Regions from separate parts of the Mus musculus genome. Here region 1 is linked to region 2. A link is a contact called in public Hi-C data. All regions are on one chromosome and are shown on one strand. The core of a region is the stretch at or near the end of the contact, and the rest is flanking DNA. Distances in the headings are between cores, read along the strand shown.

Evidence for each region. Hi-C and Micro-C count contacts between places; a contact is called where the count stands out from the background.
Region 1: a Hi-C map of uterus shows a contact between it and region 2, with 2.8 times the contacts expected there. The contact joins two enhancer-like sites. A contact is called at or near these places in 4 of 484 Hi-C or Micro-C datasets (the N1E-115 cell line and uterus) and 2 of 9 other capture datasets (adipose tissue and pancreatic islet).

The regions. Positions count from the first base shown.
Region 1 is chr13:42,985,131-42,991,755 of GRCm38.p6, reverse strand. All of the region lies in intron 4 of Phactr1 (phosphatase and actin regulator 1), which reads right to left. Among named protein-coding and RNA genes, the nearest start is that of Gm52053, 24 kb to the left of the region's middle. Within about 2 kb of position 3,640, at least 30 of the 459 cell types and tissues checked have an H3K27ac peak or open chromatin away from gene starts, as enhancers often do. A contact at or near this core is called in uterus, where this site is marked.
Region 2 is chr13:43,128,009-43,134,672 of GRCm38.p6, reverse strand. Phactr1 (phosphatase and actin regulator 1) reads right to left here. Exons shown (of 14, transcript NM_001302635.1): 11 at 6,474-6,535; 12 at 1,613-1,753; 13 at 670-746. Among named protein-coding and RNA genes, the nearest start is that of Gm15813, 8.7 kb to the right of the region's middle. Within about 2 kb of position 2,717, at least 36 of the 459 cell types and tissues checked have an H3K27ac peak or open chromatin away from gene starts, as enhancers often do. A contact at or near this core is called in uterus, where this site is marked.

The DNA of each region.
Region 1 (6,625 bases), core at 2,391-4,890, 140 kb after region 2:
GCCTGCAGGCAGCAAGACCATCCCAGGAAATCCAGCTTTGGAAAAAGCACCTTACTTTATCCAAGGAGGCCTCCACAGCAGAATGGGTCCTCACTGGGTTCACAGTTGTGTACTATCACCAAGCCACAGGGCTGAGTGCGAGACTAAAATACTCTAGTTGCAAACGCTAAGGTTCTTCTTTTTCTAATCTCTTCAGACATCTTTTCTGTCCTGTTCTCTCTTGCCTATTCAAACTCTGCCTTCATTCTTTCTGCATCTGAACACAGCTTCCTACCTTTCTGCGTGGCTAGACTATGCATGGCCTGGGCCTGCTGTGATGCACTGCCAACACACAAGACACTGTTCTTACTGCTACACCCACCTCAATCTGACCACGCAACCCCAGGGTCCCTAATTAAGGATTTGCCTCTATTTTCCCCGGCTGTCCCACAGTTTTCTCATTAAAAGACACAATTTGATTAAGAACAAAAAACCATTATGTTTTCCCTGCCCTCTCAAAGCAGGAAAAGTAGCATGGATGTCAATGTATTTGCAAAGTCTCTTTGAGGGGAAAATGTGAAATAACCCTCCAAGGGCTTTGTTTGCTCTTGGTCACTTGCCTTTAAATAAATTTTAGAGACCATGTACCTGAGTGATACTTTTCCATTAGCTTTGATATATGCAAGCCTCTGACCTATGGACCATATGATTGAAATATAACACAGTCATGCAGTTGTCAGAGTGAGCAACGTTTTAATAATCCCTTTAGATAACTGAGGACACTTCAAATTCTACCCCTGAACTACAGAAGTGCTAGGGTGTTAAGGCTACCTGTAAGGTGGAATCTGGAACCAGATGGATGTACTTGGCACACTTCAATATACTAGACCATGTTGCTCTGCCTCTCATATCAAATGGATTTTACCTGCAGAAGTTTATGATACCATAAACTAATCACTTGGAAAATATTAGTTCACTGAGTTTCACAACTCTCCTGAAGGTTGATGTATTTCATTTTGCAGCGTCAAAAAAATTCCTTTACTACCCTACTGATTCCTTTAGACAAGTATAGGTTTTGAGACAGAGCCAACTTCCTGGGGGGTGGATACAAGTTTTACAATTCAAATGTTTGCTTATAAGCTCAATTTTATCACTGGCAGTAAATCCTACCATCATTGGCAGTAAATCCTACCACTGGCTTAGAGTTCTAGGTTCTACTGCATTCTGTTTAGAGAAAAATCTCTACACAGTAAGTGCTCCAGTTAGTTTGAACTGCTACTTTGACACAGGCTTCAGTCTTTAGAGAAGAGAATCTCAGTTGAGGGATTGACCAGGTCAGACTGGCCTACGGGAATGTCTGTGGGGGATTGTCTTGACTGCTAATTGCAGGCAGAACCATTCCTAGGCAGGTGGTCTTTGGCTGTCTAAGAAAGTTAGCTGAGTATCAGTCTGTCAAGTGAGCAAGCTGTCAGGAAAGTCATTCCTCTATGGTTTCCAGTTGAAGTTCCTGCCCTGACTTCCCTCAGTGATGTATTGTGACCTTTGCCTTGGTGAGAGAGGACAGAGAACAGTGCTCATGTGTGAGTAACTACATTCTTTTGCGCAAGTCTTTCTTTCAAGTAAAAAATGGTGTTCCATGGAAAATGTGGATTAGCTCAGGGCTCATAATTCTTGCCCAAGTGCTTTTGCTCTGAACATGGAGAAAGAAGTAGTGACGTATGCTGAAAAGCCCCCTGTGTGTTGCTCATTTTGCAGGCAGACCAAAAAACAAACAAACAAACAAACAAACAAACAAAAAACTAAAAAAAACCCTAAGACTAATCATGGGACAAATACTAAATCACTAGAAGAAATACAATGTTGTCTACTGAGGAAAGTTCTTGGGAAACCAAGGGCACAATGAGTATGGTGTCATGAACAAAGGGTCGGTCTGTGAATCCCAGGGAAGACTGGGATGCTCGACGCACAGGCTGTGGAGCCAGAAAGAGCACAGAGTGCACCACATGCCTAGATCCACCACTGATCACTGAGTAGCCGATCAGCTGCTGGACAGAACCGGCTTGTGCAAAGCCAAGAGGAGCTCTTAGGATTCTGGACCTGACCAGTTTGTAAGCCTGATACAGATGCATGGAATGGAAATGACTGTGGTGTTCCAGTTGACCTCTCATCACCATGGATACAGGGATGATGCCTATCAAAGGTTACCCAAGAGGACAGAGGAAGCCAATAGGAGGTTACAGGGATGGTCCAGACAAGAGATCTTAGTGGTTGACCTAGGAAGATATCACAGGAACTATAGAAGATTGAAGGCACTCCATAAATAATTAAACCAAACCAACAGGATTCAGAGAGTGACAGGGAAAAGTGTTAGCCATGCAAATGTTCTCAATCAGCTTGTGTTCCTCCCTTTAAAGAAAGTAGAGGAGGGGAGGGAACACAAAGAAAGAATTTCATGTAAGATGTACATGAGGAGTTTGGATCTTGCCATACTGTACTTGAACCTCTTCTGCAACAAAGTTGAGACAGCGGGGGCATGAGCCCAACATTTGGAAAAGAATGTGTGTGGAGACAGAAATGTAAATACTGTCAGCAGGTAGATTTCACCTGAAGCCAGATGTGTGATTGAGAGTCCTCTAGAGAGGGGGTCCAGAAAAGAAGGGGCCCAAGACAAAGCCTATTGAGATTCTGAACGGGTAGAATAATGGCCAGAGAGAGAAGGAAAAGCAAGAGAAAGCTTGAAACGGCATCAGGACAGGAAGGAAGACATTGAAAAGGAGAAGGGGACCTGGGCACATGCCTCACAAACTCTGAGACAGCACCATGGAGGGCATGGGCCCTGAGGGAACAGCCTCAGCAAAGCAGGGAACATCTTGCAGAGTGCAGTCCTGAGATACAAACCCTGACAGCTGCCGGAGAGTTTAAAGCAAGGACGGGATTCTCGGATGGGAGGGACAAACAGCAAGGCCAATTGGGAGAGGAAAGATGCAGATAGGGATGAAGGCTGAGGTCAAGAAAGATGGGGCCATGGAGTGGGGGTTGGAATGGATGGGAGAATAGCACTCAGACTGTTCTTTGGAGAGTAGAAGGATCCATCTTCCTTTCCAACAGGATGATGGCTACAGAGACCCAGTGGACAGAGCAGGGAAGCTGGAAAGGGGAAGGAAGAGCATTTCTGTCTGGGAGTGACTGGGGGATGAGTTAGGTTCATAGGATGTCACCCTATGAGTGGCAGGAGGAAAGGTTCGTCTGAGGATGTTGGGGGGATGGGAATACCGAAGGAAGTTCTGGGAACGGTAGGAAATGGAACGCTCCCAAGAAACACAGGCTGGCAAGAGCAGGCTCTAGGCTACTGATACCACTGGGTTTACAGTAAGGCCATCTGCCATGCCTGAATGAGATCTAGATACTAACCATTCAGTGCCAGTTCTGGGCATCTGTCCAGGGCAGAGGGGCCTGCTTGCACTTTTGAGTCCACTTCCTTGTGCAAAGCTAAATGATTTTGTAAGGCTCAGAAGCCCAGGAACTTTCTCTTTGCTCCAATCACCCAGAAAATAATAATAATGATAAAAAAGTCTCAGAATGCTACACAAATAACTCAGTGTGGTACACAGAAGTAAAAATAAATTACCCCAAGAAATGATTTTAGAGGACAGTCAGTCCTTTGTAATGTTGCCAACGGCACTGCAGGATTGATGGGAGCTGGCTGCATGGATAGGCTGGGGAGGCCCAGACATGGATGAATATGAGTTTGCATGGATAATGTTTTCTTAGACACAAACACACCTTCACTAGGTGCAATGCCTTTTATCTTTCCACAGAAAACATAAGATGCTGGAGACCATGTGGAAATTACAAGACAGTCTTCCTAGCAAGATGACCAGAGCCTCACAGGAGTTCACCCTGGCAGAGCAGAGCTCTCTGGGTAATAAGGAGTTAATCTTCTTCTGGAATAAAGTATTACATTGGATGTATCCAGATTTACATTTATGGGAAACTGAGGTCCTAATAACTTCTCTTCTAATTATGTTCATGATAAAAGACTGGAGTCCTGCTTTTCTTCTTGTTCAGCAACAGATGGGTTCTCTAAGTGTGAAGGCCTTTTGATGTCTTGGGGTGAGGGTGCAGCTCCAGGGTGGGCTGCACTAAGCAGGAAGATAGCCTTGGCCTCCATCTCCATCACCAAGGAACAAAACATTACATGAGAGCCTTCAGTAGCCTTCATTCTCACCCCACCCCCTCCCTTTCCCTGTTGTGTACAGGTGAAACAGAAGATGCCTCCCCACCCCACCCTTAACCCCCCAAACCTCAGAAGTTATGGCTGAAAATGGGGGGCGGGGGACCCTGTACCTCCTCAAACCAACTCCTCAATAGATCCTATCTTTACCTGTTATTTTTTTTTTTTTCCCTCAGCACCTTTGTATACAAGGATTGTCTCTAACAATAATGCTTGGGAAAGCCATGTTTTGAAAACCACTTAGCTGCGACGCTCGCTGACTGGATTCTGAAATAGGAATGTTTAAGAAGCGAGCAGAAAACTAAGGTTACCAGAAAACCTTCACAAGCTCCTTGTGCATGCATGTATGCATCTATGTTCACATGTGTGAATGTGGTCTATTTGTGTGAACGTCCAGGTCTATGCGTACCAGATAGCCACCTTGGGTGTCTTCCTCTATTGTTCTCTCTCTTTTCTTGAGACAGGGTCTTTCATGAACTTGGAACTCACTGATTTGGGTGAGCTGACTGGTCAATAATCCTCAGGATCTGATCACCTCTGCCTGCCAGGAGCTGGGATTACAGCCGTATACCATACCACCATGCTTAGCTTTTATTATTATTATTATTATTATTATTATTATTATTATTATTATTATTAGTTTATTAATAAAAACACGGGTTCTGGGGATTGGAACTCAGGTCCACATGCTTGTGTGGTAAGCACTCCACCAACTGTGTCATCTACCCAGTCCAGACAGGGTCTCAGGTAACATAGACTGGCTTCTAAATTCATTGTGCAGCCAAGGAAGGCTGGCCATGCACTCCTGACTCTCTGTGATAATCTCTGCTGTGCTGGGGTTACAGATGTTGGCCCCACCCCATCCCTGGTTCAATTCTTTCACTCTAGTTGATGCCATCTTTGCACCATTTCCCCTGCCGTTCACTGTGACGTCTCCTTAGAGTGCCTATCAAATTCAATGAATACTATGAAAATGTATCCACTGTCACCAAGATTCAATCTGCTTCACCCAGAAGCTTCCCAAGTCCATCTCCCTGTTAAAAAAGTTAAAAGATGTATGTGACCCCTCAGGGCTATTTCCAATTAGCCAATGACCTTGAAGGGTCTACAGTAATCTCTGACACATGAGGTATTGCCTTTTCACATTCAGAGTCTTGTAGATAAGCCTACTGCTCGTGTGGTTCCTAGGACACCAGAATTAAGAGCAAGGAGGGAGGGAAAAGCACCCAGCTTGTGTTCTTTGCTTACCAGCGTGATTTCCATCCAGTGAAGCAGGTTGGCAAAAAATCGGGCTGGGGAGACCAAATCCAAGTCTGGGTTATGACACTCTCATCGTAATCTGTCTGAAAACATTGGCTACAAAGTAGTGTGACATCTCAAAAGTGGTCATTTGAAGGCACGCGCTTTAAACCAAATCACACAGTGAGAGGAGGTGGCGTCACTCTTTCAAAGCACCAAATCACACAGTGAGAGGAGGTGGCTGAGACTCTTTCAAAGCACCACGAAGCAAGTCCACAGCCAGAAGCAGCGGCACGGGGGATCAAAGGACCTCAGAAGCCACAACTGTCCTACACACCTGCTTGCTCTTCCTTACTCGAGTTAACTCTCAGAACTCAGAGCTAGGGAAAGTCTGAGGATCAAAGCCCAGTTCTGCCTCTTGATAGGTTCCCCAGTGGGACTCATGAGCCTTTGTTCTATTAGAACACTTCACAATACTCCACCTGAATTAAGAATTAGCTTCAAGTACGATTCTAAATTCAAGGTCATTCTTCGTTTTGGGCCTCCATTCACTTAAATCTTGGAGGATTTTCTGCCATGGCTACTCACTTCCTGGCCTACCTAGTCCTAAATGGGGATGCTACAGGAAGGTCAGGCTATCCCATGCATGCCAGAATACATGCTTCTTAAATTCTTTCTTTGCCTCCCCCTTCTTTTCCATCCTCCCTCTCTGCCCTCTGCACTCCCATTGCCCTCCCCTCTTCTTGATCTTGATTAAAATAGAAACAATGGCACAATAAAGAAGAAGAAGAGAAGAGTCCAAGTCCACCCCCAACCTCTCTCCAATGTGCCCAGCTGGAGCGACAGAGGAAGAGTTAAGCCAGAATCTTTCAGGCAACAAGTTCACATACTCCCCCATGGACAGTTGGACCCACGAAAATGTCCCCTCAGCTGAGTTCCTGTGACCCACTCCCTGCAAGCCTGGGATAAAGCGTACAGACCAATGGTGCATCCGTCTGAAGTCTGCATCCCTCTTTTAACCACATTCTGGGTACCCGGGAGCCATGATTCCCTGTTGAGATGGCATTCCAGGGAATGGGGCTTGAGCTGTGGAGAAGAAGGGTGACCCCACCTGAGATGGGCTCATAGTGGGAGACAAAGAATAGTCTAATGAGAGGGGACTGTGTTTGTCCT
Region 2 (6,664 bases), core at 1,468-3,967:
GCTTGGTCTCTGCAGATTGGATGTTGGCAGCACCCTTATCTCTCTGGCTTCGGTTTTTATAAAAACTCATTTTGGGGTTGTCCAACACTTGTCAGAGTTGACTTTTGAGTGAACTAAAAAGCAGAGGGTGACTTTTGGCTTGGGCCTTCAGCAGTCTTAACTTTCTTTGCCCGAGGCTTTGTTTTTTTTTTTTTTTCAAACTTCTTTTTTTGTTATGTTACAGTTCCACTGTGGAGCTTGCAATTTACTCTGTAAACCAGGTTGGCTACAAACTTGGCCAAACCTCTTCCTCTCCAGTGCTGGAACTAACAGTGTGTGCCCCTCCCCCCACCAGGCTCATTGCTCTTACTTTATTAACTTAAAAAGTAGACCTTGAATGTCCATCTCTGTCTTATCTTCTCTCATCTTAGAAACAAAAACACTTGGTAGTCCAGGACGAAAGATCGTTTACTTGAAAGTAAATATTGACATAGCTGTGGGCATGACATAGCTAGCACCCCAGGAGGCTGAGGCAGGAGGATTGCTGTAAGTTCCTGGCCAGTCTGGGCTATGTAGTGAGAACCAGGTCAGCTATGTCTCAAACAAAAAAATAAAGTGAGGTCACAAACGGGAAAACAGACATCATCATGTGGTACTAAGACATAGGAGCGGGACGTCGTCAGAACTAACCTGGTTAAGTGTCTACTTAACTCGTGGACTTCCATCTCGGTACTTTTAAACTCATTGAGTTCCTTCCGAATGGCAGCCTGGAAGAATAATAGCAGCTGGTCAGAAGAGGTGGGAGGGCCTGCCTGTTTGCCATGTCTAACAGTATTTTTGTTCTTCCACACAACTATATAGTGGATACAAAAAAAATCTGTCACCTGGGGTGCTCTTTCAAAGCTTCCATGACTTCCCTTCTTTGGGAACACCGTGAGGGTCTAATGGAGCTAGCCATGCTTTATGAGGCTCTCTGCACCCTATGCATCCTGTGGCACTACAGATGGCCCACACAGTGACTTTGATGTCAAATCCCTTTTGCAATTATCTCACTGAGTGCCTGGGAAAGTATCGAGACACAGAGAGCCAGTGATAAGACTGTCGGCTCATGTTAAGAATGGCTCTGTGCCTAGTCCTGTGTCATTCTGTCTTTCTGGGCACAGTTCCCCTGACATGCTATGGGGCTGACCTGAAGAATCTTGGGTCAAACCTGTATTTCTCGATGCCACCGTACAGAGTGGTGGTGGAGCTTTTCAGGGGTAATCGGTTGTTAAGAGGGACCGTGACTTTATCAGAGGACAGGATTAGGTTAAAGAGTGAGCTTCTCCCCAGGCAAGGCTGCCTGACTTCAGGTTTTTTGGATTCCAGAAAAAAAAAAAAATGAGGCCTCAAATGTTCTGTTACAGCAAATAGACCAAGATACTGTCCTTCCTCCTCCTGGGAAGTAGGCACACTACTGTGTTTGTTCTGTGTTCTCCACATGAAGAACAGACTGGGAGGTTTTGCAACAGGTCACCTGGATGGCTTTTGTGAGCAGCTTAAAGGATGCGGCGCCTTTAAGGTGGGGCTGAGGCAGGGCCCCTGCTCTCCTTACAGGTTACGCCTGCCTCCCTTTCTCCTGGCCTCTGCTTACTTTGTCTGCAGCGGTGAGGCGGGTCCATGGCTTGTCTGCCCTTCGGTCATAGTCTTGGGCATCTGCCACTTCCACGTAGTCACTGAAGCGGATAAGGATCTTCCTCTCCCGGAGTTCTTCCACTGTGGGCCTTTGGCTGAGCTGCAGGGAGGGAAAAAAGTGGGGCCCAGTCAACAGAGGACTTTATTAGACCATGGCTCCATGTGTGAACTTAGAGAATGGAAAATGAGTTCAGGAAAACAACTGAGGTGTTATACAGCAAGATGGAGTTGGGGTAGAACCCAGAGTGCCCAGCTTTGGGATTCTGGGAGCTTTATTGTCTCTTTCAAATACCCAACAGCCTGTCCTTTATTGGGCTGCTGTCTTGGCCTGATGAGAAGCCTCGCTGTCTGTGTAGCTTTGGTGCCTGCTGTGGGGTTTTCTCTGTCTGTCCTTCACCCACTGGGAGACAGGCACCTTAAGCAAGGATTCTGTCTAAACTTGGATTGGTGAGCCCACATCTCTGTCTTAAATTAAGTTCAGTCTGCAGAATGGGTTTATAACACATTATATGTGTGTGCACACGTACACATTATGTAGACACACATAGACAACGTGTGTCTACAGATGTATATATGCCTGTGTGTTTTGGGCACACAGACAAGCATTTGCAAATAGTAGCAGCCTCTGGGATGAGGGCATGGGATATGTTGATTTAGGAGTTTTGAGGGTTTCTTCCGGAAGGCCAGCTGTAAGGTTGGTAAGCCAACACAGGGCTGAGAGATGTCATATTTATACCATGGAGAATGAACTTTGTGAGGAAGGAGGAACAAAATCATGTTTATATAGCTGTCTCCTGACATTCCCCTCTGAGCACCCTTCCTCTGTCCTTTAACAACAGAAAGCTGACATTTCTATTATCTTTCCCTGTCATAGGCTTATTTCTTCTGGAGCCACGCGCCAAACTGCTCCCTTTACGATGCTGTCAACTGACGTTCCACCAATGTTATTTAAAAACAATTTTTTTCCTCTGAGTCCTAGACTGTTAGCTGCTATTAATAGAAGAGGCAGTCAGATAAAGTCTTACGGCTTTGGCCTATAAAACAAACAACAAATCCCAGTTACTCTGGCCGCTCTGCTGCCTGATGCCCTTGGCTGGAGCCGGAATGTTATGGCCTGCTGCTGCCCTGGCCCAGTGAGATGACGGCCTGCTGCCATTAACCAGAGAGATGCCTGGTGGTTAGAGCAAGGGTAGGGCTGAGCAGGCCTGTGGCTGCCTCTTGGCTAGAGGAGGACGCTCCAGGGAGGCCCCGTGATGATGGAGCTGGCTCATGTCTAGACACTGGTAGTGTTTGCAGTCTGTCCTGAAGCACCAGGGGTTTTCTGAGGGCTTCACACTTTGGTATGCATGTTGTTTGTCACGGGAAAAACAGTTTCCTAAGCTGTGTGGCCAAGATTGCTAGAAATTAAAATGATGCCCGTCTTGGCATCAACATGTTCTCTTTGAAATATGAGAGCTGACATAATTTGTACTGAAGTTAAACAACAACAACCACACACTGGGCTAGCTGGGTGCAGTGCTTCACACCTTCAGTCTCAGCACTCAGGAGCTTAAGGCAAGAGGATCTAGTGTTCAAGGCCAGCCTGGCTAGTGTTCATGTATGGTGAATTCAGGGCTAGTTTGTGCTATCCTAGCAAGGGTCTATCTGACATCCCCTCCTCCACCCACCACCTAAAAATTAGTAAATGATTAAATAAACTGGTCTGGATTTTGCCAGCTGCCTGTCTGTCAGCAGAATCTGAGAGACCAGGGGACATGCTGACAGGCATCCCCAAGGATCTGGTGCTTTCTGTGCCACCATCACGGTCTATCAACTAAGCATGGTATCGGGCTTATGTTCTGGGAGGGGACACATATTGTCATCCTGGGGGTCTTGGAAGGTATGTGAATTTGACACTAGCCAGAGTCTTCCGGACCTCCCTTCAATGAGCATGTAGCCCTCCACACCCAAAGCCCGAGGTACTTCCTAGATACCAAGGAGACAATCTTTGGGACCAAAGTCCATTTTTCTGAGGAAGTTGGATTGGGAGAAGGGAGAAGAAGCCGCATTTGTGTAAATGGTGCCAGCAGTATCGCAAGCAGCCACAAAATGTGTGTGTGTGGGGGAAGCCAATTAACTGAGACCCAAGTTCCACAGAAATACAACCCAAACCTCAAGTGTACCCTCCCCTTCCCCAATCCATCTCTTCTCCCATCATGCATACATGTATGCTTTCCCTCAGAGAGCTGCCCTTTCTTGGGATTGTGGTGGGATGGACCCCAGGGCTTGCTCATGTTATTTTGTAGTATCTTCAGTTCAATTCTATTTTGGGGTGGGGGGCAGGGAGACAGGCATTTATTTTAGCAAATCATTTTTTATGTTTTCAATTTAGCTACAGAAAATGACTTGGTCTGTTGGTATCAACACCAGCCCCTGGGTTTTATTTATTTATTTTTCACTAGCGTATTAAAACTCAATAGAATTTTATTAAAGAAATCTGAGGTCCGAGGCTATAAGCGGTCACCAGCTCTGGCATCTGGTTTTGGTACGATAAAGGCTCAAGGGGAGAGCCTTTGCCCAGAGCCAGGGTAAGCTATGTATTTTCCCCCTGCAGGTGGGCACAACATTTGCAGACCCAGGGAAATATGAAACCAACTTCCGGATTCCCTCTGTCTCCTGGAACATTCATTCCTGCCCTCAAGGTCACTATTTTTTTGACTCTCCATGGAAGCCTTTGAGGACTGGAAATGCTGGAATTACATGAGGCAATTGCCCTTGTGGGAGTGGGGGGTGACATAGGCGGGTGGGGAGACAATGACGGTAATTGCAAAGTCTACAGGCTATTAGTGGATAAGGTTGCAGGTGTTGTCATCCTGGGGACAGAAATGTGGGAAGCAAAACCCTTGCCCCCTCCATTACTGTGCTATGCAGTTATAGTCAAAGTCCTGTCTGCGATAACATACAACCCTTTCTTAAGAGGTAAGAAGAATTAGGGCTAGAGAGATGGCTCAGTGGTTAAGAGCACTGCCTGCTCTTTCAGAGGTCCTAAATTCAAATCTCAGCAACCACATGGTGGCTCACAACCATCTGTAATGAGATCTGATTCCCTCTTCTGGTATGTCTGAAGACAGATACAGTGTACTTCATGTAATTAATAAATAAATCTTTAAAAAAAGAATTAGATTGCTGTCTAAATAATAATCTTTCCTTTTCTGTTTTTCTTCTCTCTCTCTTTTTGTGTCTTCCTCCCTTCCTTTCTTTCTTTCTTTCTTTCTTTCTTTCTTTCTTTCTTTCTTTCTTTCTTTCTTTCTTTCTTTCTTTTTTTTTTTGACAAGGTCTCACACCTCACAACTGGCCAGAGTGAGGCACTCAGCTCCTATTCTTGTCCCCTCAGCGTGATGGCTCATCCCCAGGCAGCCACCCCACCCTCCAGGACCTTGTTTCTCTCACTTCCTTTAATTAGTTTGGCATTTGGCTGGCTACCAGTGTTTGGGATGGTTTTTGGGGAGAGAGGATGTCAAGAAACCCAAATTGCCTCCTGAATAAGTGGCGTGGCCTCTCAGGACCTCCAAATCTCAGCCCTTTACGTAACGTTTCCAGGGACGAGAAGTCACTAATGAGCATCTTTAGAATTCATTTTAATGGGTCTCTTCACCATCTTTAAGACTGAGTACCCCCTTTTCAAGATGGCCACTGCAGGGGGGTGATTGAAAACACTTTAGACAGACGGAGGGAGTGTTATATCCTGTGTGCTATCAATTAATTCAACTTCCAACAGGATCCAAGAATAGTTTCATGTTTATTATTCAAGTTTCTTTTTTTTTTTTTTCCTCTCAAAAGGTTACTCATGTTTCAGGAGATCTGTGGGTTTATATGGCATGGCAATAGCCTCTATTTAGGGGGTTAAAAATGTTGCAAAAACCCCAGCTGTAAGGAGTTTTAAGTGTTTTCCAAACACTGTAACTAAATGGATCAGTGCTTTTTGTATTTTCCTGAGCCAGTGATTCCAACTGAATTTAGCAGAAGAAGGTCAAATAGTTTTCCAATTTCAACAGGTAATACTGGGAGAATGAAGAAAGTCAGTGTCCCTAAAACCATAGCAAAGACAGTATTGTATTTAATCTAACATTTTAAATATTTTTGGGGGGACAAAATAGCCTACAACTCATTACGAGTAGCTCAGGCTAGCCTTAAACTTGAGGCAATCGCAGCCTTCTGAGTGCTGAGATTATAGGCATGAGTGGACATGTCCATGTTGTACTACCAAGTCTCTCTCTGTCTCTCTGTCTCTCTCTCCCTCCCTCCCTCCTTTCTTTCTTTCTTTCTTTCTTTCTTTCTTTCTTTCTTTCTTTCTTTCTTTCTTTCTTCCTTGAGACAGGGTTGCACTATGTACAGCACTCACTAATCTAGAACTCTGGCTGGCCTTGAACTCACAGAAACCTTTCTGCTTCTGCCTCCCAAGTGCTGAGACTAAAGGCATGTCTGTGCCACTGTTCCTTGTCAATCTTATATTTGGTTGAACCACTAATTTTTATAATGAGTTTCCAATAGTGTGGTGGAGTTAAAATACATAAATCTGTTTTTTTAAGACTATTTTTAACTCATTTACTTTATATATATATAGGCATATTGTATCTGTATATCATATGTGTTCCTAGTACCCACCGGTGCCTAAAAAGTTGGGATAGCCTGGGACTTATAGGTGAGTTGACCATTATCTCCAAGAAAGGTGTGAGACTCTGAGTCTTGAGAGCTGTGGTCAAGGGCCTTCAAAGTCCTCAAGGCTGCTAGAAGCCAACGTATGGCGGGCAAGCAGCTCCGGGGAAGGGGGACCGCCTTACCTTGCGAGTCAGCCTCCTCTTGATTTCCCGCTTCTCCTCCTGTTCTTCTTGTTCATTCCGAGCTGAAAATAAATGGAAGATACCTCTGACTGTAGTGCATGGAGCAGCCCACACCCAGGCTCTGGTCCAAACACTCAGATCCCATCCCCTAGTTATCCTTGTGCCTGAAGGGTCCTGGCTCCATCTTCCTG